4 separate regions of the Mus musculus genome follow, and regions 1, 2 and 4 are each linked to region 3. A link is a contact called in public HiChIP or PLAC-seq and promoter capture Hi-C data. All regions are on one chromosome and are shown on one strand. Each heading gives the region's core, a stretch centred on a gene start, on an enhancer-like site or on the middle of the called end of the contact. The rest is flanking DNA. Distances are from core to core; before and after follow the strand shown.

Region 1 (2,700 bases), core at 154-2,653, 670 kb before region 3:
GCAGTTCTATAGCTGAACCCTCAACACACTTCCTGGAAAAATGTTTTCAGTTACAAAGATAAATAGTTCAATGGGATTATCTCTATATCTCCTTTAAACCCCAGTGAACACACCTACTCCCCCCAAAACACACACACACACATTTGTTGGGATAAAATTTTATCCAAACCTTCAAGGGCACAGCTAACAATGTGCCACTTCTTTGGTAACAGACTGAACTATATAAAATGTCACTGCTCAGTCCTTCCCTCCCATGAAAACCGCTGGCTTCAGAAAATTACAAATACCTCTCTAACTAAAAGTCTTTTTGAGGAATCTGGGGTTACTGGACCTAAAGTCATTCACTTATGCTTTTAAAAGTATTTCTGTTCTTTTTTTTCTTTCTTTCTTTTCTTTTTTTTTTTTTTTTTTTTTAGAATTCATAAAGTGTATCTTAAACTCTTTCTAGATCTACCCACATCCTCAAGTTTGTGTCCTTTTTCAAATAAATAAATAAATAAATACTCCAATTTGAGCACCCAGTACTCCTGAGTATGGAGCTATCCAAGGAAAAAGAGGTTGCCCTACCAAGAGCCAAGCCCTTGAAGAGAACTCCAGAAACTATTAACTGTCCATAGCTCCTTGGTTAGGTTTAGAGTCTGATAAGCTCCTTCCCACAATGCTCTTAGTTTTTGAAGGAGGCATAAAAGACAGATTTCTGTAGCTCATACTTAGCGTAAATATCTGCATTCATTATTTGTGGATGTATGGTTGTATCTATAGTAGAATCCTATTACAATGCTAAAGCAAAAAAGCAGAATCTCACCTAATGAGATTTTTAGATTATAGCAAATGTATATGAAACTCATTACTGTATAAGAGTGCATGATCTGATCCATAGCATAGCTTCTACAGCAGGCCGCTGTGCTTTGTGTCGTCTTAGTGGAATTTCATAACGGTTCATTGTGTGTCTACACACAATTTTAAAGCAGCAAGTTTCTATGAGACTATGTAGTTTCTTAGGAGTCTAAGAAATATAACGCCTTCTTTACCCCAAGAGCTCTTAAATATAACAAATCACAGCGAGGATCAGGCAGACCTGAACTAAACTCACTAACGTTTGAATTACCAAAGCTGACCTGGGTGCCACTCTGAGCCCTTCTTTGCCCCCTTGCTTAATAAACTGTTTCTTGAGACTGACACATCTCGTCCTTTGTGTTCCCGTCAGTGTTGGTGCTGCTCATCCTGTCCATGAGGCGACATCGCAAACAACCCTACATCATCGACGACGATGAGAACATCCACGAGAACATTGTGCGCTACGACGACGAGGGGGGCGGCGAAGAGGACACAGAGGCCTTCGACATCGCAGCCATGTGGAACCCGCGCGAGGCGCAGGCAGGCGCCGCCCCCAAGACGCGCCAGGACATGCTCCCCGAGATCGAGAGCCTGTCCCGCTACGTGCCTCAGACCTGCGCGGTCAGCAGCACGGTCCACAGCTACGTGCTGGCCAAGCTCTACGAGGCCGACATGGACCTGTGGGCCCCGCCCTTCGACTCCCTGCAGACCTACATGTTTGAAGGGGACGGCTCTGTGGCCGGCTCGCTCAGCTCCCTGCAGTCAGCCACCTCGGACTCAGAGCAGAGCTTTGATTTCCTCACGGACTGGGGACCCCGCTTCCGAAAACTGGCAGAACTCTACGGGGCGTCCGAGGGGCCCGCGCCCTTGTGGTGACAGAAGCCCGGAGGCAAAGGGGCACCCAAATCCAGACGTTCTCAAAGGCTGCTTCTCATGCCCGAGGCGCGGCCACCCCAGGAGCAATATTGTGCTGGACAGTGAGGATGGGAGTGAGTGGACCCAGCAGAGCTCTCTCTGGATCAGCTTTACTTGGTTAGACTAAGCTAAATAATCAGAAGGAAACCCAGGAGAAGAGGGCAGAATCTCCAATTACCATTTTAATTTCTTTTTTTGACACTGTATTCACAGGTTTGAATTATTAAAGCTTGGCTCTTTTTGTTTGTTTCTTTATTCCTTTGTTTTTTCCTATTCACCAAGGCTTTTGTCACTTTACCACCAAGAAAAGGTGCCAGTGTTAACTACACAGATAGTAGGTGAGGGCGGGAGTGGAGGCAGGGAGCAAGTCCTACTCTAGTTTTTCTGCATCGTCAGATCTGCAGAAACCAACACACACACACACACACACACACACACACACACACACACACACACACCACTGAAAAATTATTCCTCAGTGAAATCATCTTACTTGTTCTAAGGTGGGTGGTACATTATTTAACTCTTTTGAGACAAGGTTTAGACTTTCCCGGCCTTGCATGGGGAATGGTTGGGGAGGGTGGGAGAAGGAAGAGACATTGACATTGACGTGTGCTCTCATGTAAGAGCTGAACAGAGAGTTCGCATTGTAGCTGATCCAGCATCAACACGTTAGTGTGCGGTGTTCTCCTGACAGCTTTTTATGCCTTCGTAAAAGCCAGAAGGAAAGCAGAAAAGCTGCCTCGTGCACTGTAGATGTCTCTTCTGAGTGCCAAATGTGGAGATCAGATGCAACAAAAGAAAGCCAAATAAGAAGTATCTGATAAAAGCATGGGTTAGAGGGCTTTCCTAATCTGTGTAAAGTCAATCCAAGGGATGTTTACATACTGTAGATAACCTACTTGAACAAAATCAGTATTATAGAGAAGAAATGGATGTAAGAGTATT
Region 2 (2,700 bases), core at 146-2,645, 960 kb after region 3:
CAAAGGAGTTAAAGGCAGAAGATAAGCCTCCTTGGCTTCAGTCTTCAGAGAGGAGCTCTGGAAGGTGATGAAGCCTAAACTGGAGGGGAAATATAGAAAGGAAAGAAAAAGAAGAGGAAAGGAGAGAAGAGGGGAAAAGAGGGGAGGGGAGAAGAGGAGAGGAGATTCTCCTTTGGGAGAGAAGGAAAGTAGAGGGGTTAGGAAGATCACTCAGTGGATAACACGCTTGCTATGCAAGCACGAAATCTTTACTTCTGATCCCAGAACACATGTAAAACCAGGAACAGTGTGATCCAGTGCTTAGGATATGAGGTAGGGGTCAGGGGGTGGACACAAACAGGTGGATCTCAAGGATTTGGTGGCCAGGCAAGACTACCTAAACATAGAATTCCAGGTTCAGTTAGAGACTGTCTCAAATAGAAAAAAAAGAAGGAAGGAGAAAAAAAGACAAGAAGGCTGAAAGTGTTACAGAAAGAACCAACTCTCAACCTCAGGTCTCTTAATGGACACATGCATCCACCACCACCACTACATGTACACACACACACACACACACACACACCTACTCTCTGACACACACACATACACATGTACACCTACTCCTCACATACACATGCATACAAACACAGACACACAGACACACACACACTTCTACCCTCTGACACACACACACACACACACACACACACACACACACACACATGTACACATACCCCTCACATACATATGCATGCACACATAGACACACACACACAGAGACACACACACACACACACACCACCCCATCTCATTTAAAAGGAAAAAACTGGATCATCATAAACCACTTAAATGACTCTATAAGTAGTATTACCATATATGGTAAAAGAGAAAAATAAAAACAACATACAAAGATTTTGTGGTTTTCCCAAAATGTCACAATGATTTCAGGCACAGCAACCATCACTTCCAAGTGACTGGACAACCAGCCAAGAGCTAGTGGCTGTTTAACTGTTCCTGCCTGTGATGTGGTAAGAAAACAGTGGCCATCTTTTTAATTCATCCCAGCTTCCTACTCACTGGCTGTGGAGGGGGTGGGAAGGAAGGAGGAAATGGTTTCTTTCAGTAAAATGAAGGCTTGAACAAATTGATTTCTGAAAATCTCTTTCTCCCTCCCTTCCTCCCTCCTTTCCCCCTCTCTCTGTGTGTGCACATGCGCATATGTGGAGGCACAAGTGCAGGTTTCAGAGGCTGACTTCAGGTATCTTTCTCTTCCCTTCTCTGTCTTTGTTTTTGAGACAGGTCTTTCACACAGTCTTGGAATGAAGCGTTTTGGTTCCAGCAAACCCTGGGGGGCCTCCCTTCTCTATCCAGCACTGAACATGATGTCACCTACCTGGCTTTCATGTGACTGTTGAAAATTCAAATTTGGGTCCCCATGCTTACAAAGCAAGCGCTTTATCCACTGAGTCATCTCCTCAGCCACTAAAGAAACTGTTGATCTCTGACAATCCACATCCTTTAGAATCAATTCCAGGTTTTATGTATTATGTTCTAGGTTTATCTTCCTTGATGTTAAGCAAAAGACCAAGAAGCAATAGGCTTAATTCAAATGTTGACTTAAGTATTTATTTCCAAGAAAATGGTAAACACTGGATTAATTGTATTGGTCCCTTCCCAGTGCAAACAAGTGAAGTTCTTAAGAAAATGCCACAGATCTACACCTGAAGTAAAGGAATGGTGGGGGGGAGGGGGGTGCGGGGGGGGGGGCAAGGAAAAGAAGCAAATGAAGAAAAAGTAGAGACATAAAATTTGAAGCCAAATTTAATCAAAAGTTGATATCATGGCATCCCACACAATTACCCACTGAGACACTGGGGATGCCATGGTGAGTCTAATGCCCATGAAGAAATGTGACTTTGTTCCTATATGAAGTAAGTAGCCCTGATTGGACTCTCTCATCTCAAAGCCTCAAATTTCTTATTGCCCATTGGTTCTGAGATGAAAAGGAGAAAAAGCCATAGGCTGTACTGACAATTCTGGAATTTTGGTTTCTTTAACACAGAAATAACATTAAAAAAAGAGATTTGGTTGTAATCCTAGATACGGGGATAAGGGACTGCCTTAGACTGTCCAGATCAGCTGACTCTGATTCTTGGGCTCTGACAGAGGCGTGGTTTTGCCAGCAGCAGATAGTTTTTGTGGTTGTGTGATATTTAGAATTCTAGAAACTTTTCAGAGGGCATAAATGCAAGAGCCCCCTAGGTGGGTGGGTGCTTGCTGGTCATTCAGTGGGGTTGTTTGCAGTTTGTCAGTAGCTGTGCTCAAGAATAAATAAGAAGAAAAAAATTATAATTAAGGATCCCCCCTCATCCCTGTTATAATTTTTTGTCTCCAATCTAGTGATGGGGGTTGAAGTGGGGGTGGCAGATGCAGTAAAGTTAGGATAAAGTAGGATCCACAAAGCAGAAAAGACCAGCTACACATAGGCATACAGTCATTTCCATAGCCTTTAGACACTTTTGGAAAAGTTCCCAAAGTAAAGCACATGAAGTTATAGAGTCTCAAATTTAAGCTACCTTAGAACACCATGGCAAGAAAGTAATATAAACACAGCTCTGGGATACTAAAAATCCTTAACTCTTCAGAAATAAAAAATATGGGAGCATTTGGTAGTGATGGCTTCTCAGTGTAGAGCTGGGTATGGTGGCACACTTGGGAAGC
Region 3 (2,700 bases), core at 148-2,647:
TATGCTCATTTAAACCACCCACCCCAACCTCCAGTATTCCCCCTCCCACCTTCATATCACATGTAACATACTTTAAAAGCTCCTGTTAAAAAGCCCAAATAATAACTATATAGTAATACCAACCAAAGAAAGCATTTCAGAGCCTCATTCAAATGAAATTTTAGTTTCCTGTGAGACTGATTAAACTGAAATTAAAACCTACACTTAACTGCTGGGATACTTTACATGTAAACCGGTAACCAGACCTGAGGTCATATAACAATGCTCTATTTTTATTTTCCACAAAGATAAAGGAGATACTTCATTATATATATCAGAGCAGATGGTTAGCACTGTTGGCTATTTATTTTGTTGTCTGTTAGGACCTGGTGTTAATAAGAACTTAATTCTAAAACCAGGAAAAAGTGGCATTCTATGTTTAACAAAATAGAAGATATGAGGGCTAGGAGTCTAATAGCGACAGGGAAACTTCTTATCACCTCAAACTACAATCAAGGAATAGCATAAAGGATAAATGATATTCCAAACCTACGAGTATAGTTATGTGCTAAATGTTTCATAAAGGCCATCAAATCTCTCTACAGAGTACAATTTTTTAAATCGCTAAAATTTGATTGATCCATAAAGAAAACCTCGATTCTAGCCTAAATGGACTTAGCAAGGTTTCAGGGGATTGTGGAAAAGAATGGTTTTGGACAAAAGATAGGTGATACTTGTTCCAACGAATGTGTCCTAGTGCAGTGGACATGACCAGGCCACTGAAGCGGCCCAGACAACTTAGTTGTACTGAAGAGATAGCGCTGATAGTTTGAAAAGTTCCTTTGATGTAAAGTGTATGTTAATTTCCATGGGTTTACATATTACTTAGTTTGTCGTCCAAGACCAGGCTGTTCACAGATGAGTGTAAAGGCATCTCGAAACTCAAATGTTGCAACTTCCGTCCAGGCTCTATCTGCACCCTTCAGCTTTCTAAGTCCTATTCCCGGACGGAGGGGGCGGGAAGGCGCCCTCCTTAACCACAAGGAGGCCATGCCGTCGCCAGATCTCCAGGGGAGAGAGCAGATGGCTGGGAAACTAGGGAAGAGCAAAGAAGCCAGATTCTGACCGCTGCTCAGAGCACTTGCTATCTGGGCGGTGACAGCAAACAGCGACAAAAAACTGAAGCGTGAAGGGAGAAGCGGGCGTGGGAACACCTTAAGTGCAAGGGTCCCGGGACTTTACCTGAGAACTATCCGGCTCAGGCCCAGTCTTGGGAACGGGACCTCCTCAGAACGAAGGCAGGACCCAGGGCGGTGAAAGATGTCGGGAGGGTTCCCTTCAACCCTCAAAAACCACAGCCAAATCGTACCCCTCAGCGACCTCCACCTCTACTGCTCCAGGGAACGCCCCCAACCTGCCCCAGGCCTTCGCTGCTCTCGCGATAACTCTCTGGCCAGGTCCTGTAACTCCAGCCAATCCTCGAGAGCTTGTGGGCGGGGTCTTATGTTTGAGCCTGGAGCGGTTCCTTCGATCTTGCCACTCCAAGGCCAGAGGTGGGTGGGGCTGAGGCGGGGACGGGGCGGGGCGAAGATGGGACCAAGCCAGTTCTCGCGAGACTAGGGACCAGGAAGACGCCTGCAGAGTCGGCTACTGGTGCAGCAGCGGCTGAGACGGGAGGTGCTGCTGCATACCGGGCTCCTGCCTCCCAGTCCGGCCTAGGCTCTAGGTGAGGAGAGGTGCGGTCGGCCTGGGCTGCCTAGGTGGTCGGCGGCTCTCGGGACCTAACGGGGATTCAGGCTGAGGGCCTGTCGGGCCAAGCAGGGAAGCACCCACATTCCTGACAGAATAAGATGGCGGCGATGGCGCCCGGAGGTGGTGGCAGTGGTAGCGGAGTAAATCCTTTCCTCAGTGATTCGGATGAGGACGACGACGAGGTAGCGGCAACCGAGGACCGGCGGGCAGGACTTCGGCTGGGTGCCGGGGTCGGCCTAGATCCTGGTTCTGCAGGCTCCCTGTCGCCACAGGACCCCATGGCCCTGGGAAGCAGCGCGCGGCCGGGGCTCGCTGTGGAGATGTCCGCCGCCCCGGCGGCTCCGGGGGGCAGCGGGGAGACCCCTGCCCGATTGTCAATCGATGCCATCGCCGCTCAGCTGTTGCGCGATCAATACTTGCTGACCGCCCTGGAGCTGCACACCGAGCTGTTGGAGAGCGGCCGCGAGCTACCACGACTGCGCGATTACTTCTCCAATCCTGGCAACTTCGAGAGGCAGAGTGGGACCCCCCCAGGGATGGGGGCGCCCGGGATCCCTGGCGCCTCCATCGTCGGAGGCGCTGGAGGTCGGGAACCGAGTACGACGTCGGGCGGAGGACAGCTCAGTAAGTAGGCGTCGCCTGTCACACCTGCAGATGGGGGATTAGAGTTGGAGTGCAGCTGAAGGGGATTGTGGGCGGGTACTGAGTCTAGGGTCGTCTTGAGAAGGGAGAGTATGTTGAGTGAGATGCGAGGTGTCCTGTGTACTGCAAACAGAAAGATCCTGCTGTAGCTCTTCTTTGCATTGGTTTCCGATCTTTGGCAGGTGTTGTACAGCTCCTGGCTCCCCGTTGGTGTTGGGACCTATAACATCAGGGTTTCCAGTTTATTGAGTATTATGGCACTCTAGAAAGCTTCCTTATTGCCTGGGCATTTTTCTCTAGGCAGTTTTCCTTTTTTCCCCAGGCTGT
Region 4 (2,700 bases), core at 128-2,627, 850 kb after region 3:
TCCTACGTCTGTCAGAAGGGAGCCTCCCCAAGATGCAGCAAACCCAGCCAGTCAGCGAGGCACTGTGATGGTTCTTTGTCTGAGCTATTCTTCTCAACAAAGACATCAGACAATGACAAGCACAACAAAGACAATCCTGGTAGAGCAACAATGGGGCTGGGATGTAAAATGATGCACCCAGGCATTTCTGTGGGTCTCAGAAGTGAGGACCACTGTCAGTCAGCAGTTAGTTATGTAAGCCCTGAAGTCACAGCAGCCTTCCTCCCTCCAGGAAAGGCAGGCAGAAAGCTCTTCATCCAATAGGCTTAAGAAGGCAGGACAGAACCTTCCCATCCCCCTGAAACCCCATGGTAGCCCAGATAATTCAGTACTTGAATTTTTGTTAAACCTACTTCTCTTAATTATGTTTCTATTGCTGGGATAAACACCACAAATAAAAGCAGTTTTCGGAGGAAACCGGCTGATGGTCCATCATGAAGAGAACTCGGCACAGGAGCTCAAGGTAAGAACCTAGAATCAGGAACCGAAGCAGAGGCCATGAAGGAACATTGCTTACTGGCTTGTTTCCCATGGCTTGCTCGGCTCACTCTCTCTTATGTTTCACACCCACCTGCACAGGGGTGACACTGCCCCTACGAGGCTGGGCTCTCCCACATCAATCATTAATTAGGAAAATGGCTCACAGGCTTGCCTCCAGGCCAAGGTGATGAAAGCATCTTCTCACCCACGGTTCCTTCTTTCTAATGATGTCTAGATTAATGTCGGATTGACAAAAACCAACATGCACACTAGTAGACTTTTGGGGTGTTTACATTGCTTAGAACTAACTATTCATTTACCTGTTATTTGTTGATTGTCTCCACAGTCCAACCAGAGGCCATACTGTGGAGACATATGGTAAGGTCCTCAAATGACCCTGGGACACACACAGGTCCAAGTCAAGGCTATGGGAAGTATTATGAAGGCAACATGGATCCTGGCTGTCAAGGGCCACGTTCTTTCTGAGTTTAGGGTTCTGTTGGTAGTACAGAAGAAGCATGCCAGGGATTTAGGTCACATATTGAGAATCTTATGACTCTGAAGCCTACTTTGTTACTTCCTTCCATCTAAGTACTAGTTAGGCTCAACGCTGCCCAGCTTCCAAGCCCAGTATGTTCAGAGTGGCTGGGCTGCCCTAGACTTATAATGCTGGCTGGCTGTACAGTAAGCACAGCCTCTCTCACCTCTTGGTATTCCTGCATAGCCACCCCCTCCGTATCCCTGCACAGACCTCCCCTCCCCCCCCCGTCAGTATCCCTGCACAGCCTCCCCCACCCTCAGTATCCATGCCAACCCCAGAGATGAGTGATTTGCTCCAGTTTTGTCAGTTCAAACCACATCCTGCCCATTTCCACTTTCCACAACCGGCTCATGACACCGGTGACTCTAAGATGTGGCAGGCTTCTGGGCCAAGAAACAGCAGAGATCTGTTTCGCAGAAGTGAAAATCATCTAGTGGTCACCCATCAGGTAAGCTTTCCCTCCCCAAGTCCCCCATCTGCAGATGAGGCTGACACTCAGCCTGCGGTCACCAACTTAACCATAGCTTTCCCCTAAAGGAAAGTTAAGCCTGAGGCAGGAAGGTCAGTGGTGCACTCACGAAGGAGCTACACTCATCTGGTTCAAGGCCTGAAGCCAAGAATGTAGCCTCCCATAGTTGGTAAGGACACAAAGAGAGCATCTCTTCACTTTACAGATGGGGGTGGGGGGAGTTAGTTCAGGGGCCAGACTGATAGAGGCAGAAGCTAAGCTGGAACCTCAGTCAAGTTCACTCAAAGACAATCAGTTTGGCCCAGGTCTGTGAGTTATCATTGAACTGAGGAGTTAGGTGACCAAACGATGCATCTCATAGCTGGACACTGTCTATTAAAAGCCAGCAGAAGGGCAGTTACTAGTTTAGCAAACAGCACAGAAGTCATGCTTAAGGTGTTAGGTGATCAAGGACACCAATACAAATAAACATTTTAAGGCCGGGTAGGGTGGCACACACCTGGACGTCCTGGCAATGAGGAGGTGAGGACGGGAGGATCATGAGTTCAAAGGTAAAATGAGCCATCTATCAAAAGTGTACCTTTAAAAATCAAAATAGAAATCAGAATAAATAATTTGAAGGAATTTAACACTTGAAGTGGAAGAAAAAGAGGAGGATGGGGAGACAGAAAGCAGAAGAGGAGAGGCAGGAGATGACAAGATGCAACACTCAGGAGGTCATTCTGGGCTAAAGAGGTGGCTCAGTGGCTTTTCCAGAGGATTCAGGTTAGCTTCCCAGTACCCATGTCAGGTGGCCTCACAGCCAGCTCAAGTCCACAGACATGAGACCAGACACCCTCTTCTAGCCTCAGTAGACATCTGCATACATCTACAAATACCTTTATACTCTCTCTCTCTCTCTCTCTCTCTTTCTCTCTCTCTCTCTCTCACACACACACACACACACACACACACACACACACACAGACAATTTACAATTTTTAAATAAATAAGTCAATTAAAAAGTTGTCAAAGAAGTCATCATGAAAAATAGACCTTTGAAGAATTCTTAATCCTATGATTTGAAGGAGGCGGGTGCTAGGAATGAAACTCATGGCCTTGTCCATGTTAGGCAAAAGCTCTACCACTGAGCAGTTGTTCAGCCCCTTTGCAATTGTTAAATGCATTCGAG

The links. Promoter capture Hi-C pulls out the DNA fragments that hold promoters and counts their contacts. HiChIP or PLAC-seq counts read pairs in DNA pulled down with a chosen protein or histone mark.
Region 1: an H3K4me3 HiChIP or PLAC-seq map of neural tube shows a contact between it and region 3, with 7 times the contacts expected there. The contact joins the enhancer-like site here to the promoter of Pign in region 3. A contact is called at or near these places in 23 of 39 promoter capture datasets (the 3T3-L1 cell line, 3T3-L1-derived adipocytes, the C10 cell line and 13 more), 1 of 484 Hi-C or Micro-C datasets (the HPC-7 cell line), 23 of 115 datasets of contacts at active chromatin or transcription factors (the 230-238 cell line, T-cell acute lymphoblastic leukemia, bone marrow-derived macrophages and 13 more) and 2 of 9 other capture datasets (adipose tissue and liver).
Region 2: a contact with region 3 is called in an H3K4me3 HiChIP or PLAC-seq map of bone marrow-derived macrophages, with 3 times the contacts expected there. The contact joins the enhancer-like site here to the promoter of Pign in region 3. A contact is called at or near these places in 3 of 39 promoter capture datasets (the 3T3-L1 cell line, 3T3-L1-derived adipocytes and the HPC-7 cell line), 2 of 115 datasets of contacts at active chromatin or transcription factors (the 230-238 cell line and bone marrow-derived macrophages) and 2 of 9 other capture datasets (adipose tissue and liver).
Region 4: a promoter capture Hi-C map of pre-B cells shows a contact between it and region 3, with 2.8 times the contacts expected there. The contact joins the enhancer-like site here to the promoter of Pign in region 3. A contact is called at or near these places in 2 of 39 promoter capture datasets (the HPC-7 cell line and pre-B cells), 2 of 115 datasets of contacts at active chromatin or transcription factors (the 230-238 cell line and large pre-B cells) and 2 of 9 other capture datasets (adipose tissue and liver).

Annotation. Positions count from the first base shown.
Region 1 is chr1:104,992,673-104,995,372 of GRCm38.p6, forward strand. It overlaps Cdh20 (cadherin 20), which reads left to right. Exons shown (of 12, transcript NM_011800.5): 12 at 1,208-2,700. The coding sequence ends at 1,713. Among named protein-coding and RNA genes, the nearest start is that of Gm29012, 120 kb to the right of the region's middle. Within about 2 kb of position 1,404, at least 56 of the 459 cell types and tissues checked have an H3K27ac peak or open chromatin away from gene starts, as enhancers often do. A contact at or near this core is called in embryonic basal ganglia, neural tube and second pharyngeal arch cranial neural crest, where this site is marked.
Region 2 is chr1:106,619,381-106,622,080 of GRCm38.p6, forward strand. All of the region lies in intron 1 of Bcl2 (B cell leukemia/lymphoma 2), which reads right to left. Among named protein-coding and RNA genes, the nearest start is that of Gm37053, 5.8 kb to the left of the region's middle. Within about 2 kb of position 1,396, at least 20 of the 459 cell types and tissues checked have an H3K27ac peak or open chromatin away from gene starts, as enhancers often do. A contact at or near this core is called in bone marrow-derived macrophages, where this site is marked.
Region 3 is chr1:105,662,279-105,664,978 of GRCm38.p6, forward strand. It overlaps Pign (phosphatidylinositol glycan anchor biosynthesis, class N), which reads right to left and starts at 1,398. Exons shown (of 31, transcript NM_013784.3): 1 at 1,222-1,398. Relch (RAB11 binding and LisH domain, coiled-coil and HEAT repeat containing) reads left to right here and starts at 1,583. Exons shown (of 29, transcript NM_173187.4): 1 at 1,583-2,355. The coding sequence starts at 1,830.
Region 4 is chr1:106,514,379-106,517,078 of GRCm38.p6, forward strand. No RefSeq gene overlaps it. Among named protein-coding and RNA genes, the nearest start is that of Gm41928, 7.9 kb to the right of the region's middle. Within about 2 kb of position 1,378, at least 85 of the 459 cell types and tissues checked have an H3K27ac peak or open chromatin away from gene starts, as enhancers often do. A contact at or near this core is called in the 230-238 cell line, the HPC-7 cell line and pre-B cells, where this site is marked.